Regions from separate parts of the Mus musculus genome. Here region 2 is linked to region 1. The links are chromatin contacts, called in public Hi-C maps. All regions are on one chromosome and are shown on one strand. Each heading gives the region's core, a stretch centred on a gene start, on an enhancer-like site or on the middle of the called end of the contact. The rest is flanking DNA. Distances are from core to core; before and after follow the strand shown. Region 1 has its middle 65 kb from the start of Daw1. Region 2 has its middle 86 kb from the start of Sphkap.

The links. Hi-C and Micro-C count contacts between places; a contact is called where the count stands out from the background.
Region 2: a contact with region 1 is called in a Hi-C map of cerebellar granule neurons, with 1.8 times the contacts expected there. The contact joins two enhancer-like sites. A contact is called at or near these places in 4 of 484 Hi-C or Micro-C datasets (brain, cerebellar granule neurons and cerebellum).

Annotation. Positions count from the first base shown.
Region 1 is chr1:83,220,654-83,227,869 of GRCm38.p6, forward strand. No RefSeq gene overlaps it. Among named protein-coding and RNA genes, the nearest start is that of Daw1, 65 kb to the left of the region's middle. Within about 2 kb of position 4,293, at least 6 of the 459 cell types and tissues checked have an H3K27ac peak or open chromatin away from gene starts, as enhancers often do. A contact at or near this core is called in cerebellar granule neurons, where this site is marked.
Region 2 is chr1:83,490,904-83,498,212 of GRCm38.p6, forward strand. No RefSeq gene overlaps it. Among named protein-coding and RNA genes, the nearest start is that of Sphkap, 86 kb to the left of the region's middle. Within about 2 kb of position 4,303, at least 2 of the 459 cell types and tissues checked have an H3K27ac peak or open chromatin away from gene starts, as enhancers often do. A contact at or near this core is called in cerebellar granule neurons, where this site is marked.

The sequences.
Region 1 (7,216 bases), core at 3,043-5,542:
GGTCCACTCTCCAATACTGCAGCCTGGCCAAGAGGGCAGACAGCAGACCACAGAATGCAAACCAAACGCTGAAGACAGTGAGATACTTCATCAGGGAGAGAAAACCCACTACATATGGCCTTGGAGTAAGACCAGACTCCACCCATTGCTCCAGTCTGATGCGAACACTCCCATTATCAAATTTATTTCCTTCTTTATAACATGAAATTATGGCAATAGAATGAACACATGGATACTCTAGTTCGAGTATCCTTCAATACTGTTGTTGATTGTTGTGTGTTTGATCTTCCCTATCTCCCTGGAGAACGTCTATTTGAAGGTTGGTATCAGTACTGACTTGTGCCCAAGGAAAGGTGCTTATGTTAACTGCCTGCTTTCGTCCAAGGGCTCAGGGGAGCATCTTTGTTTCCCAGAAGGCTCCTTGCTGAAGCTGCAGTATGGAGACGTCCTTCCTCCAATGCTCTTCTCTACCACCCTCAGGCACAGCGGTAGTCTATATTTAGAAGAGCATCAGCTCTTTTCTTGAGCATTTGGGCTAATGTTTATAAGCACTAATCCACCCTTCCCCCCTTTTGATAAGATCAGACACGTTTGGAGTGGTATGGCCATAGACAAACTTATGACTTAGCATTGCTTGTTTAGCAATCCTGTTTAATATCTAGAGCATCTTGCTGTTAGATCTGGTATAGAGGAAGAATTGAAACAGAAAAATATGAATATCTATTTACCAGAAAGCAAGACCTTTTTAGCACAAAGTCTTAGTTGCTACAAATTACATATACCATAACTTGCCTAGGTAATTTGTTTTGAGTAAATTTAACCAATTTTTAGAAATATAATGACATAAGACCCGTTGTTCCAAGTGGTCTAATAGTCCACCATACAAAGTAGAAAACCAGAGAAAGAGACCCACTCATTTGTGCTCAAAGAAAAGATCACATGAGACAAAATGAAGAATCCATTTTTCAGCCAGAGAAAGAGAGACTCACAGAGAGAGAGACAGAGAGAGACAGACACACACACAGAAGACAGAAAGAGACAGAGAGAGACAGAAAGAGATCAGAAGAAATATATGCTTATGCACCTTGAACTCGGGCTTCAAACCTCTAGAACTCTTAAAAGTGAGTTTAAGTTGTTTAAGTTGTCCAGTATGAACATTTTGTTACAGCATCCTTAACAAGCTCATATTTCACAGAAGTACTCATTAGATCTTACTGTTGTCTTAAGGTGCTTCACACTTCTGTAGCTTTGATTTTACTGTCTGTCTCTGAAGCTCTTTTTTCCCCTAAATCTATAACTGGGGAATACAGGTCCCTTTCCATGTGTCTTAATTACTATTTCGTCTCTGTGAGGAGTTGTGATGACCAAGGCAACTTACAAAATAAAGCATTTCATTACAGACTGAACTACAGTTTCAGACGGTCAGTTGATTATCATCATGGTGGGGAGCATGGCAGCAGGCAGATGCCATGGTGTTGGAGCAGTAGCTAAGAGCTCACATCTGATCCATAAGTTGCAGACAGAGAGACAGAGAGATTTGGCCTGCTTGGACTGGGGTTTTTGAAACCTCAAAGCCCAATCCCACTGACACATTCCTCCAATAAGGCCACACCTCTAAATCCTTCCTCAACAGTTCCACTAACTAGGAACCAAGAATCCATATATATGAACCTATGGGACCATTCTTATTCAAACCACCACACCATGCTTTATGGTTTACCCCAAACAGAAAATTTTCTTTAAGTCTTTTCTTTTTGAGTTTGACCTACTTACACAGACATTGCTTGGTGGAAAAAAACAAAAACAAAAACCAAAACTACAGTCATCACAAACTTCCTTCCTTCATACCCGTTAGCTTCAGAGGTGTGCCCAGAAGGTTTTCTCCCAGGTGAGTCTAGAAGAGCTGTGCAGGATTTCCTTGAGTATGTTGATTGTGTTGATTGTTGTAGGAAGATTTGCCTTAGAGTGGGCGCAGTTCCCTAGGCTGAGGCCCTGGGCTGTATAAAATGCATAAAGTAAGCAGAGGATGCATTCATTGCTCTCTTCTTCCTGACAGTGTATGAGCAACTGCATCAAATTCCTCTCATTGTGACTTCTCTGCCATGGTGGTGTGTGCCTTTGAACTGTGAGCCAGAATAAACCCTTTCTCAAGCTTCTTTTCACAGTCCTTTATCAAAACAACAAGGAAAAGTAACTACGAAAAAATCATAACAAGTGTGATAAAATAACAACAACAACAACAACAACAACAACAACAGTAATATTCCTTATTCTTCTTGTCTACCAGACAAAAAATACCTTGGAACAAATCAAGTTCACTACTTCCTGGAGAGAGATGTTCTGCCATGGGGACCTATGGGGCATCTCAGACACAGATCGATAGAAACGATTTATAAGATGTGGTTTGCTTTATTTTCAGAAGAGGTTGGACACTTTGTCTTTTGCAAAGATTGGATGCTGTTGGAATGTGAGGCTAAGTCTATGATTGAGCATCTTCATACATTTTATGATTAGGGAAGGCCAGCTATGAAGCAAGACTAAAGTTGTGATTGGGAAAGGAGCAGCTGTCACTCATATCAGCCAGGAGAGGGAGGTGTTGAGTTATTTCTGTATCTTTGACATGTTTAATGCTCTGTTCAGATGTGACTAGAAAGCAGAGCTGTTTTTCTGTCTTGTCCATCACAGTCATAGGGTGACCTTCTTCGTGTTAATATTCTGTGGGCTTGTTATGTACAGAAGGAGAATTTCATGGTTTGGCTTTGATTTTCAGGTCAGTGGCAGCAAGTCCTGGCCATTTAAACTCATGACCTTGGTTTCTGTGGGGCCATTTTCTATGGGTGAAGCACTTGAGGGCTGAGATGTATATTGGCAGTTTTTTTTGGATAGGGAGAGCCATAGATGATCTCACAGAGTGATGATGGGTGGCCCAGCCAAACTGGAGAGATTTCTTGTAAACATTGACTCTATGTTTATGTGATTGTCTGCCATGATGTTTACAGTGCAGCTGTGACAAAACCAAAGGTCTACACTGGAAGACAGACTAAGCAGGTGAACCTAGTGGTGCATGCTTTCAATCTCATCAACTTGACCGGAGGAGGATCATGAGTTCAAGGCCAGCGTGGGTAACTTAGTGATACCCCATACCAAAATAAAAAGTAAAACAAAGGCCAGGGCTGGGGATATTCTCAGTGGTAGAGTGTCCTAGTGTATTAGTCAGGGTTCTCTAGAGTCACAGAACTTATGAATAGTCTCTAGATAGTAAAGGAATTTATTGATGACTTATAGTCGGCAGCCCAATTCCCAACAATGATTCAGTCGCAGCTGTGAATGGAAGTCCAAGGATCTAGCAGTTACTCAGTCTCACGCAGCAAGCAGGTGAAGGAGCAAGAGCAAGAGCTAGACTCCCTTCTTCCAATGTCCTTATATTGTCTCCAGCAGAAGGTGTAGCCCAGATTAAAGGTGTGTTCCACCACACCTTTAATCCCAGATGAAAGGAGTAGCCCAGATTAAAGGTGTGTTCCTTAAACTCGGAGATTCAATCTTCTGGAATCCATAGCCACTATGGCTCAAGATCTTCAAACCAAGATCCAGATAAGGATCTCCAAGCCTCCAGATAAGGGTCACTGGTGAGCCTTCCAATTCTGGATTGTAGTTCATTCCAAATATTGTCAAGTTGACAACCAGGAATAGCCACTACACCTAGTATCATGAATATGGGCCACACAGTCAGGACTTGAATTGTCCCTAGACCACTTTTTGTCAGACACATGGTTTCTAGGACAGATGTAGGCACTGTGACAAGTAGTCCCTCTTCTGACTTCCTTGGCCCTCTTATTTTCTTCTTCTGATAGAGGACATGCCCTCATATTCTATTTTTAGAATTTACTTCATCTCAAGTGGCTTTTGGCACTGCCACTGTGTTGCTGTGTGGCTCTGGAGCATCTTAGCTGTTCCCTTGTACACCACAGAGATGTTTTATGATGGAACACATTTATTTTTTTCATCCTCTCCCCAGGAGCCTGGCACAACCTCATAGAGGAGAGATGAGGTCAGAGAAAAATCTGGCAAGCCTACATCCAGTTTTCACAAAAGTCAACATCCTATATCAGATATTCCTTGTCTTTGCAATAAGCCCCAAGGCTTTAGAAAATATGCAAAGCCCCCAGGCATGTGCAGGGAGACCTACAACTATGGGGGGTAATCAACACTTTTTAACCTGGCCTCACTACCAGGAGACATATCTTCTCTTTTTGTTTTGAGTTGGTACTGGATTTGGCTTACTGTTGAGACCCAGTAGTGAGCATTGAACTGACTGACTGAGAAAACCTGTGAGTAACTGTGCACTCAATTAATTTAGAATCAATTTTCAGTCTATGCCTCTGTGGGAATAACTGATGGGTCAAACACACAGAACTTGACAATTCAGAGGTTATATTAACTAGAGAAGATAAAAATGTACATGTAGTTTCCTGTTCACGAACTATCTAATCCGACCTTGCCTAGTTTCTGTGATCAGATGATCCATCTTTATCTATCTATCTATCTATCTATCTATCTATCTATCTATCTACCTACCTACCTACCTACCTACCTACCTATCTATCTATCTATCTTCATCATCATCATCATATCATCTTTTTGTCATTTATTTATGTACATACACACGGAGAGTTAGAGAGAGAGGAGACACACACACACACACACACACACACACACACACACACATCATAGAGATAGAGTCAGAGACAGAAACAGAGATAGAGACAGAAAAGACAGAGACAGAGCTATTCCTGGCTAAAAGCATAGCATTTTGCATCCAAGTGTGTAAAATCTGCTCACTGTCTATTTTCTGTATACTGCTTCCATACTATTCACCCTGCGCTCTCAGCTGTACTGCAGTTCTTCCATGGTCTCTATGACTAGATATATTTGCTCCTTTAAAAAGTGAATTCTAATAGCACTGACTTCCCCCCATTATTTCTCATTTTTGATACATGCTTTTACCTCAGCAACCAGATGTTTCATCTGGTTATTCATCTGGTTTATTCATTCACTCCCTTATTTATCCAGTATATATTTAATAGGTGACAGTTAAGTGCCCAACATGTTGCTAGGTACCAGGAATTCATAATGAATAAGACAGATATCTCTGTTCCACAGTTTACAAGTTAATGAGGGTGAGAAATGTATTAGTCAAGCTTCACTGAGAGGAACTGAGTGAGAAGAGGAGGTGAGGTGCTTTGCTGTAAGCAAATGGGTGATGTACATTTGGGGATGAGCAGAGCAGTGACCATCAGAATGTCGGTGCCCAAGCTTAGACGCTAAAGCTGCTGTTCACAGGAGGAATTACTTGTTTTGTCTGAGGGAGCTCTATTGCAAAGGACTGTCAGTTGATCTAAGCCCCTTTGCAGTGTGTAGGTTAACCTCTCAAGTCAGCCATTTATGGGTGTGTATCTCTCTGCAAACTATCCTCACAGCACCACCTACATTAATGTTTGTTGGAATAGTCAGGGAGTTAAACTGTAGCCTAGCTTCGTGACAAATGAAACTCATAGCCACAGGGAGGAACATTAAAGATGTGATTAAAATACCATAGATTTCCAGAAATAGAAATTCCATTTTCTTTTCTTAGAAATAACCTTAGCGTTGGACTCAGTGTTTAATTTTGAGACTAACATGTAGACTTGTCTCAGGGAGTTAAGGAAACCAGATTCAACTGAAACTAACAGTCCAAAACTAAGAGTCTCCGAACAGTTCTGAAACCTTGGCCCTAATCTGTACCAACCAGACCTGTAGTGATGTAGGTCCTTCTCACTGATAATTTGAACATGTGATTCAAATAATTATTGAGTATTGAGAATAAACACTTTAGTGGATTGTATCTTAAGTTGTTTTTATACATGCTTTCACATGAAAATGATCTTTTGAACTTCTTTGGAAGTGAATGCTATGTAAATTAGAAACAACTGTTTTTGCTAACCATAGCATTATTACAGCCATTGAGATGTAGTGAATAATCTACCTGGACTATAAGCACACAGAGTACAGGAGCCCTGTATTATTTAGTCCAGTGGTTCTCAACTTGGGGGTCATGACTCCCATGGAGGGTATCAAATATAAGATGTTCTTCAAATAAAATATTTACATTATGATTCATATCGGTAGAAAAAGTACAGTTATGACATAGCAACCAAAATAATCATTCTATGGTTGGGGGATATCATACATGAAGAACTCTACAAAAGGGATGCAACATGGGGAAGGTTGGGGACTACTGATTTAGTTTCTCATTTATAAGAAAGATAATGTTGGCACAGACAATTAACAATGCCCTTTGATTCTCAGGAGGGTCACACAGAAACTATTTCTTACCTTTGAATTTTTTTTCTGGGTTTTCAGGGCAGTTGACCCCCATGGAAAGCTCACATGCTTTTTTAGCCTCAATATGTGGTTCATGGTAACTGAGGCAAAGAAGAAAGGCTATAGAACTGTACATAGCAAGTGATTCATGTCACTGCTATTCAGCTTTCTTTGTGTCTTAGCCAAACTTCAGAAGAAAATAAAGCATATCCTTGAGCCCATGGGAAAGAGACAGATGCTGATGAACATGAGTGTTGTCTAGACTGTTTGACATTTTATATCTTAGCTTAGCTCAGTAAGGGTTACATAGAAAAGACTTACTAGATATTTGGCAAATGCATATAGTGTATCTGCTTTGCTTTTAGATAATGTGTAGACTGTGTGTGTGTGTGTGTGTGTGTGTGTGTGTGTGTGTGCGCGTTATCTTTAGGCCGGTACTTCTGAGTACATTGGCTCTTCAAGTCTATGCCTCTGATGTGCGACTCTTTGGAGTAGAAGAGCACAACTGAGACATTTATATTAATCCCTAGAAGTGGGGGATGAAACCAGTCACAGTGATAGTGGCAGGATGGAGACTGTCCCTTGGCTCAAGACTCTCTACCTGGCCTTCATCACTTCTGAGTTTTCCCATTTATACAAGAAAAGAGGATAGACTTTGTTAGTGCTTGACTAAATAGTAGGAAACTATTACCTTACCACATACACAGAGAAAATTACCCAAAGCATAAAAGAACTCATTCAAAAATATAAATTTTAGATAAAGAAAAAATCTTTTTTTTTTTTTTATAGCTTGTTCAACTCACTGAGCAGTGAACTTGGCTAAGTTTTGTGAGGAATATGCAATAAGAAATCTGAA
Region 2 (7,309 bases), core at 3,053-5,552, 270 kb after region 1:
GGCGATGAGACACCATAAGCAAGGCAATTTATAGAAGAAGGTGTGTATTTGGGGCTTACAGCTTCAGAGGGTTAGTTAGAGTCTATGACCATTATGGTGGGGAGCACGGCAGCAAGCAGGCAGGCATGATGCTGGAGCAATAGTGGAGAGCTTGCATCTTGATACACAAGTATGAGGCAGAGAGATAATGTAATGTTATGGGCTTTTTCATCCAAGGGCAAATCCTTTTGCTTTATTGGAAATTAAGTAGAACAACTTATCTATATATCTATCAACTTACTTTGTAATAGCTAATCACCAATTTATTTATCATCTTCCTGCTATAATATAACTTTTTATAACCATCAATAATCTATTATATATTTTTATAATTTATCAATAAATTATCTAGTATTTATCTGTGTATCTATGTATCTAGCTGACTTCCATCTGTGACTCTATTTGTCACCTATAAGCTATGTTTCTGCAATCTATCAATTATCAATGTACTTATCTATCTTCCATCTATCATTCATCACATATTATCTCTCATTTTCTATCATTTATAAATCATATATCACCTATATATCTACCTACCTATTCATTTATTTTTATTTTATTAGATATTTTCTTTATTTATATTTCAAATTTTATTCCCTTTCCTCAGGTCCCCTCCAACCCCCTCTCCATCACATCCCCTTTCTCCCTGCTCACTAACTCATCCACTCCTGCTTTCCTGTCCTTGAATTCCCCTACACTGGGGCATCGAGCCTTCATAAGACCAAGGGCCTCTCCTCTCACTCATGTCCTACAAGGCCATCCTCTGCTACATATGCAGCTGGATCCTTGAGTGCTCTTTGGTTGGTGGTTTAGTCTTTGGGATCTCTGGGGATACTGGTTGGTTCATATTGTTGCTCCTCTTATGAGGCTGCAAAGTCCTTCAGCTCCTTGGGTCCTTTCTCTAGCTCCTCCATTGGGGACCCTGTGCTCAGTCTAATGGATGGCTGTGAGCAACCACTTCTGTATTTGTCAGGCACTGGCAGAACCTCTCAGGAGACAGCTATATGAGACTCCTGTCAGCAAGCACTTGTTGACATCCACAATAGTATCTGGGTTTGGTAACTCTATATGTACCTACCTACTTATCTATCAATTTACCATCTATCTAATCTATGACCTGTCTCCCTTTTATAATTCTAAATATTAAACACATTTACATATATAATTATTAATAATCTTATTCAGTGCTAACATTAATCTTTCCAAATTGAGCACAGTCATTCGGGTTTAACCTTATCAGAATCCTAATCTGTTGCTCATACCTGTTCCATTATGAAGAAAAATACATATATGCATATGTATGTACAGGCGGTGTGGTGAGAAGCCAGTGACTGTACACACCACTTGTGGAAGGGGTGACTACTAGAAGGAGAACGGGACTGAAAACAATTGAAGTATTACTACCTGCCAATCATCTGAGATGCTTTCCTTGTGCATGTGTTTTTCAGAACTAGTAAGTAAATGTAGAATAATTATGATCTGCTCTGTAGTCGTGATATTTTAGTAACAGGGTCATTCTTTCCTCTACACTCTTCCAGTCATATTCTTGAATAAGTCTTTTGTTTTTTTAGGAAAAAACTATATTTATTCTATAATTACTCTAATATTCTAAATATTGGCTCTGGTTTCATTCACTTACATCCTCATGATATGATCACTCATCTCGACTTGATTGTTCTATTGTCATTTTGTGGATGTTCTAAAGCTTACACTTTCGTCACTTCCCTCTGGAACTCCTAACCCTCCAAGCATGATTCCATAGATCTGTAGGATAAATAGCACATCTTCATTGACACCCAGTCCTCCAGCCCATCCACTGTAGCACCTTTCCTCTCTCCATTATGTCTCTCATATCCTCCCTCCCCAAACCAGAATCCAACAGCCATCATCATAGTCTTCCCCTGGCATACATAGTGCACTTTCTCCCTTTTTGTCTGTCTTAAGTAAACTTTCAGAAGAACATTGAATATGTTACCTCCAATTTCTCCTGTCTTTGAACCAACTCACTCTTAAGTCTTTCTGGTAAAAATGAACAATGATTTTGATTATCCCTACTTAAATTATTCATCATAATTTTCCAAAAGACCACACTGCTTCCAGGCAATACCTCAACTGATATGGAAACTTAAGGTTCTTTGGAAAGTCAGTTGTGTTGGATGGTGTTTTGTTAAATCAAACACATGAAGGAACATTTCGATGAAGTGGACACAGGTGAAAGGACATTTCCCTAAGGCAGACTTGTGAAGGAATGTTTTGTTGAAGCAGATACAGGTGAAAGGATTTTCTGCACATGAAAGGACACATGATGAAGGATTCTTTGCTAATGACATACAAGTATTGGCCTACCTTATATTTCATAGTTGAGCTCCATTTCTTGGGACTCTGTAGAGAGAAATTCACCAAAAAAATCTTCTAATAGTGTGCTACAGTTTCTTGCCACTTCCTTGGACTCAGACTGATTGGCAGAGTGATGTCAGCTGAAAGAGTGTGACTTGGAGTTTTGCTAAGTCAAACTCAAGTGCTGAGGTATGACATGAGGTGAGACAGGAGCAATGGAGGACACATGTTTGAAGGGAGTATAAACAGGACTCCACAGACAGTGATGGGCTAGGATTGTTTCTAAAGTTAGCTGTGCAATGCTTGTTGGTCTTGCTGAGAGAGGTGCAGCCAAGAACTCCTGGGTTCCTGCTGGTCCCCCCTGAGGACTCATGCTGAGGCTGAGGCCTGGCTCTCTCTGCTAGGTAGTGCCACCTCTGCTGATTTGTGTTTGCTCTCCCAACTCTGCCGAACTGGACTGCCAGTATATCCATGAAGGGTTTGCAAGTTTATGGAGCTGCCACTGATGACCTGTGAACTGAAATGCCAATTTCTCGACCACATAGATGGGAGTTGCTCCAAAGAATCATTTCTAAACATGTCTACTTCTTCCATATCCTTTCTTTTCCACCACATTTGGTGATGGGCTAGAAGGGAGGGTAAAGAGTTTAAGAACCACCGTTAAAAGTAGGCTTTGAAAAAAATTAAAGTTACATTTAACTTTCCTGGTCAACCCTGACTCACTCTCTCTCTCTCTCTCTCTCTCTCTCTCTCTCTCTCTCCCTCCCTCCCTCTCTCCATCTCCCACCTGTCCTCTCATTTAACTGTAACTCACCTGGATGTACTATATCACATTTTATTGAGGAAAGAAATCATCACAAATAAATATATAGTATTTTAATGTAGCTGGCATTCTGCTAAAGAGTAGATTATATAGTTTTAGGCTTTTATGGAAGGACAGCACTTCAATTAATTCCCTGGATTCTTACCATCTCTGGACAAGAATGGTTCCTTCCCTGCAACTATTCTCTATAAATAGTATTTATATTATCCTAAATATAACTATTTCTCATTTGATTGTCCTAACCACTATACATATGGTACTACCTTTCACTAAAAAACAAAACAAAACAAAAACAAAAACAAAAACAAAAACAAAAACAAAAACAAGATGGTAAGGATAGAAAGCTCAGTGGTTAAGATCATGAGATATTTTTAGAGAACCTAGGCTGGACAACTAGCACTTAATGTGGTAGCTCAAAACCATCAGCAGCTATAGTTCCAGGGGATATGATGCCTTCTTCTAGCCTTTGTGGTTGCTTCATGTATGTGGTACACAGACAAACATGCAGGCAAAACATCACTGCACATAACATAAAAATAAATGAGTAAAAAATATAATAAATATCTGTATGCCTCCTTCATTTCCTTTATATCATTAAAGGAAAATGCCTTCAATGGGCTGTCTGTATCTATGGATTCCATTTGTTTTCTTAGGAGAACTCCAGGAATAAGTTTACATCATTGTATGTTTGAAATAAGATGTTATAAACACATTTAATTATGACTACTGGATGTTAGTATTCAACCTGTTTATTGTTGAGACCATATAGTGCCTTAGGCTGATGAAGTTAACTATGGACATTTCAGAATCTCAATAAAGGGAACTGAGTTGGGGATACATTTAATTGGCCTGGGGTGGCTTGGTGGATAGGGTTGTTCACAGTGACTTCTTTGTATATGCAGCTTTAAGCAATCCAGGTCTAAGAATGAACCCTACAGAATACTATATCCAGCCATATACTACTCTAAAGTCAGCTTGTTCAGAACATAGGATGCATTCCATCTCTCATGGACTTTCATAAGTGATGGACCTCACTCCTGGAGCCCTTCTCCCTTCCAGTGATGATGGCACCTTTGTCCTACAGCCAACACATAGCTTGCCAATGCTGACTATTCCTCATCCTGCTTTGGGGCGCATCTACCATCTGTGCTAACCTCCAGGGACGACCTAGTTAAGCTTAACAAAGTGTGATCGTTTTATTTTTGTCCTCTTCTTTCTAGTGACCTCATCGCTAGATTCTGTGCCTCTTGGTATGTTCTTGGTCTAGGGATCTACTACATGAGAATTACCTAGGGCACTTTGACATTAGAAACAGGCACAGTTGCAGGTCTGGATGGATACTCTATAAAATATGACCTGCAATTACTATCCACACAGGAACAACAATGGTAAATGTAACTTGGGAAGAAGAATTTGACATAATGATATGTGTTGGGATTTAGATATAATATTTCTTTCTGTTCTTTACAACCACACACACATAAGAAAAGCTCTGCTGTGGTTACTTTTTGTCTGAGCCCCCCTTTTTAATATGAATAACTAATTTCCTCTGGGCATCTGTTACAGTGGTGAGCAGTCCAAACATTCTTATAGAAATATTTGATTAAAAAATCATGTGAAAATCATTATGTTTTTCTTATGACCCCTTTGAGGTACCAAGATAGTTGTTAAGATGTAAATTCTGTGGATTATGATACAGTTCCCTCTGTGTTCATGCTGGAAAATAAATCTCATATTTTTTTCTTATGAATAATTCATATACATGAAATATGAAAAGGAGAGAATATGCTTATGTTTCCATATAACATAGCTTCATTGGCTCCTGATTTGAAAGTCATAGCATTCAACTGGAACCTCTATAGAATCTGGTTATTTATGGCTTTAAATATAGAGACAATCACTTGTTTATATAATCAATATCTCAAACTCAGGGGAAAATGAAACACAGAATTTTTTTCTCAATTAAAATTAAGATTTTTCTTCGACTAGAAATAGACAGATGTAGCTGTAGCTACTATCACCTGTTTCAGAAAGGTGACTTAATGATGTTAGAGTGAAAAATTGCTGCCTTTATCCTCTTTACATCAACCCCTGAGATTACACTGTTTTGGGACTTGATTCAGTGCAGAAGAGAAAGCTTTACTGAGAAAGAAATATTAACAGGACTAGGGCTGAGAGAGACTGTGAAATAGGCACAATTTGTCTTTGGTGTTCCCAGCTGTGTTTTTTAGATGTTTCTCACTTCTGCAATGTGAATACCTGCATTCCTGGTTTCACATGCTCGTGCTGGAAGCTTTTCTCACTGCCCTAAGGCAAATATTTGAAAGGGAATTTAATAATGAGGGTGCTAGGAGGAGACAGAGGAAAAGAAAAGGGGGGCATTGGAAGCCAATGAGGCTAGCCAATCGGTGAGCATGGAGAATAGACACACACACACACACACACACACACATACACTCACACACATACACTGCACACACATGTGACTCAAAAGATCATGTGGAGAGCAATCCAAGAGGATACAGAAAGTCCACTTCTGAACACTATAAACCCACATGCATGTCTACCCATACACATATGTCCATACACACTGGACCACACATCAAAAAGAAAAGAATGCACACAACTAAGTATCCTGAATACAGAAATGAAGACTGTTGTAAAACTTTATTAAAAATGGCCACCTTTCAGGAATTGTCATCTGACCTCAGAAGCCAGCATTATGAGGTGACATGGCAGAATCACCCACAATAATTTCAACAAAGTATTACTTGACACACCTTAATGTGCAGGTTTGTTTCTCCTATCTGTCTGGGAAAGCATGTTTATTCTTTATTGAAATGGGCTCAAGGCCTAATGATTTTCTCAGCTTGGTGTTTAGAGCACAGTGATCTTGCCTTTTTATCCTGGCAAGTGTGGAAAAAGTGCTGACAGACACTATGGCGGTATTTTTATACAGTGGCTATTTGATGTGCAGGTGTCAGCGCCTCAGCCAGCCCTTTTCCACAGGCAAGACTGCATGCAGTTGTAAACACAGAGTCAGCAAAAGGACACAGGTGTTAAGAAGAGTGGGCAGACATCTCTTTTTAGGATCCACTTCCACACACAATCTTTACTCCATAATCATCCAGGATTCCTGACCACACACTTGGAACTGGACAAATACTTCCAAACCTTTTCTTTTCTTAAGACTTCCCTGTTATAATTGGTCACGTGATTCTGATGTGCACAAGAAGCTGTGCATCCTATGGGGGCTTTGTTAACCCTTTAAGTGCCATCCTTCATGGACATCAGGGAGTATGGTCGACTTCACAGTATGAAGGCTTAAGTTTACACAAACTAGCTGTTCATTGGATGCAAGCTTTAATTTACTATGCTATTCAGTTCCTAGACTTTTGTGTTTATACAACAGATAGATAAGTAAGACACCCAACTAACATCAGGGAGTTGAGGAAAATTACTCAGTTCCTTCTACGGTTTTTGTTTTTGTTTTTACTGACTAAAGGTTAATAATGAATAAAATATTTAAATATTATTTAATTAAAAGTATTATTATTATTTGTTTTGTTTTTTGAGACAGGATTTCTCTGTGTAGCCCTGGCTGTCCTGGAACTCAATCTGTAGACCAGGCTGTCCTTGAACTGAGAAATCCTCCTTCCTCTGCCTCCTAAGTACTGGGATTAAAGGCGTGTGCCATCACTGCCCGGCTTAATCTTCTAACAGCAAATATACTGGGTAATACAGAATCTTATTTAATAAAATGTGCATTAATTATATAATAGTCCACTAGCTGAGCAGTTATAATAAAAATATCATTCTATTTATATTTTAACTGTAAATCCAGAACTAGGTAAGTACCCTTTAACTTTATTTCAGATTTGATCCTCTAACTACATACAAAAAGTGGAACCCTGTGTAGTTATCACAAATAATAGTATTTATGCTGTACATTAACAATGACAAACACTAAATTATTTACAGTCTATATTTAGACTTGTCAATAATTCTAGAAAGCAGATATTTTATTTGAATGCAATTGATAAAAACACTGATTGACTCAAGAGTGCATAGTTTGTGATTATTCAAAGTGGGACTCAAACCTTATGTTTA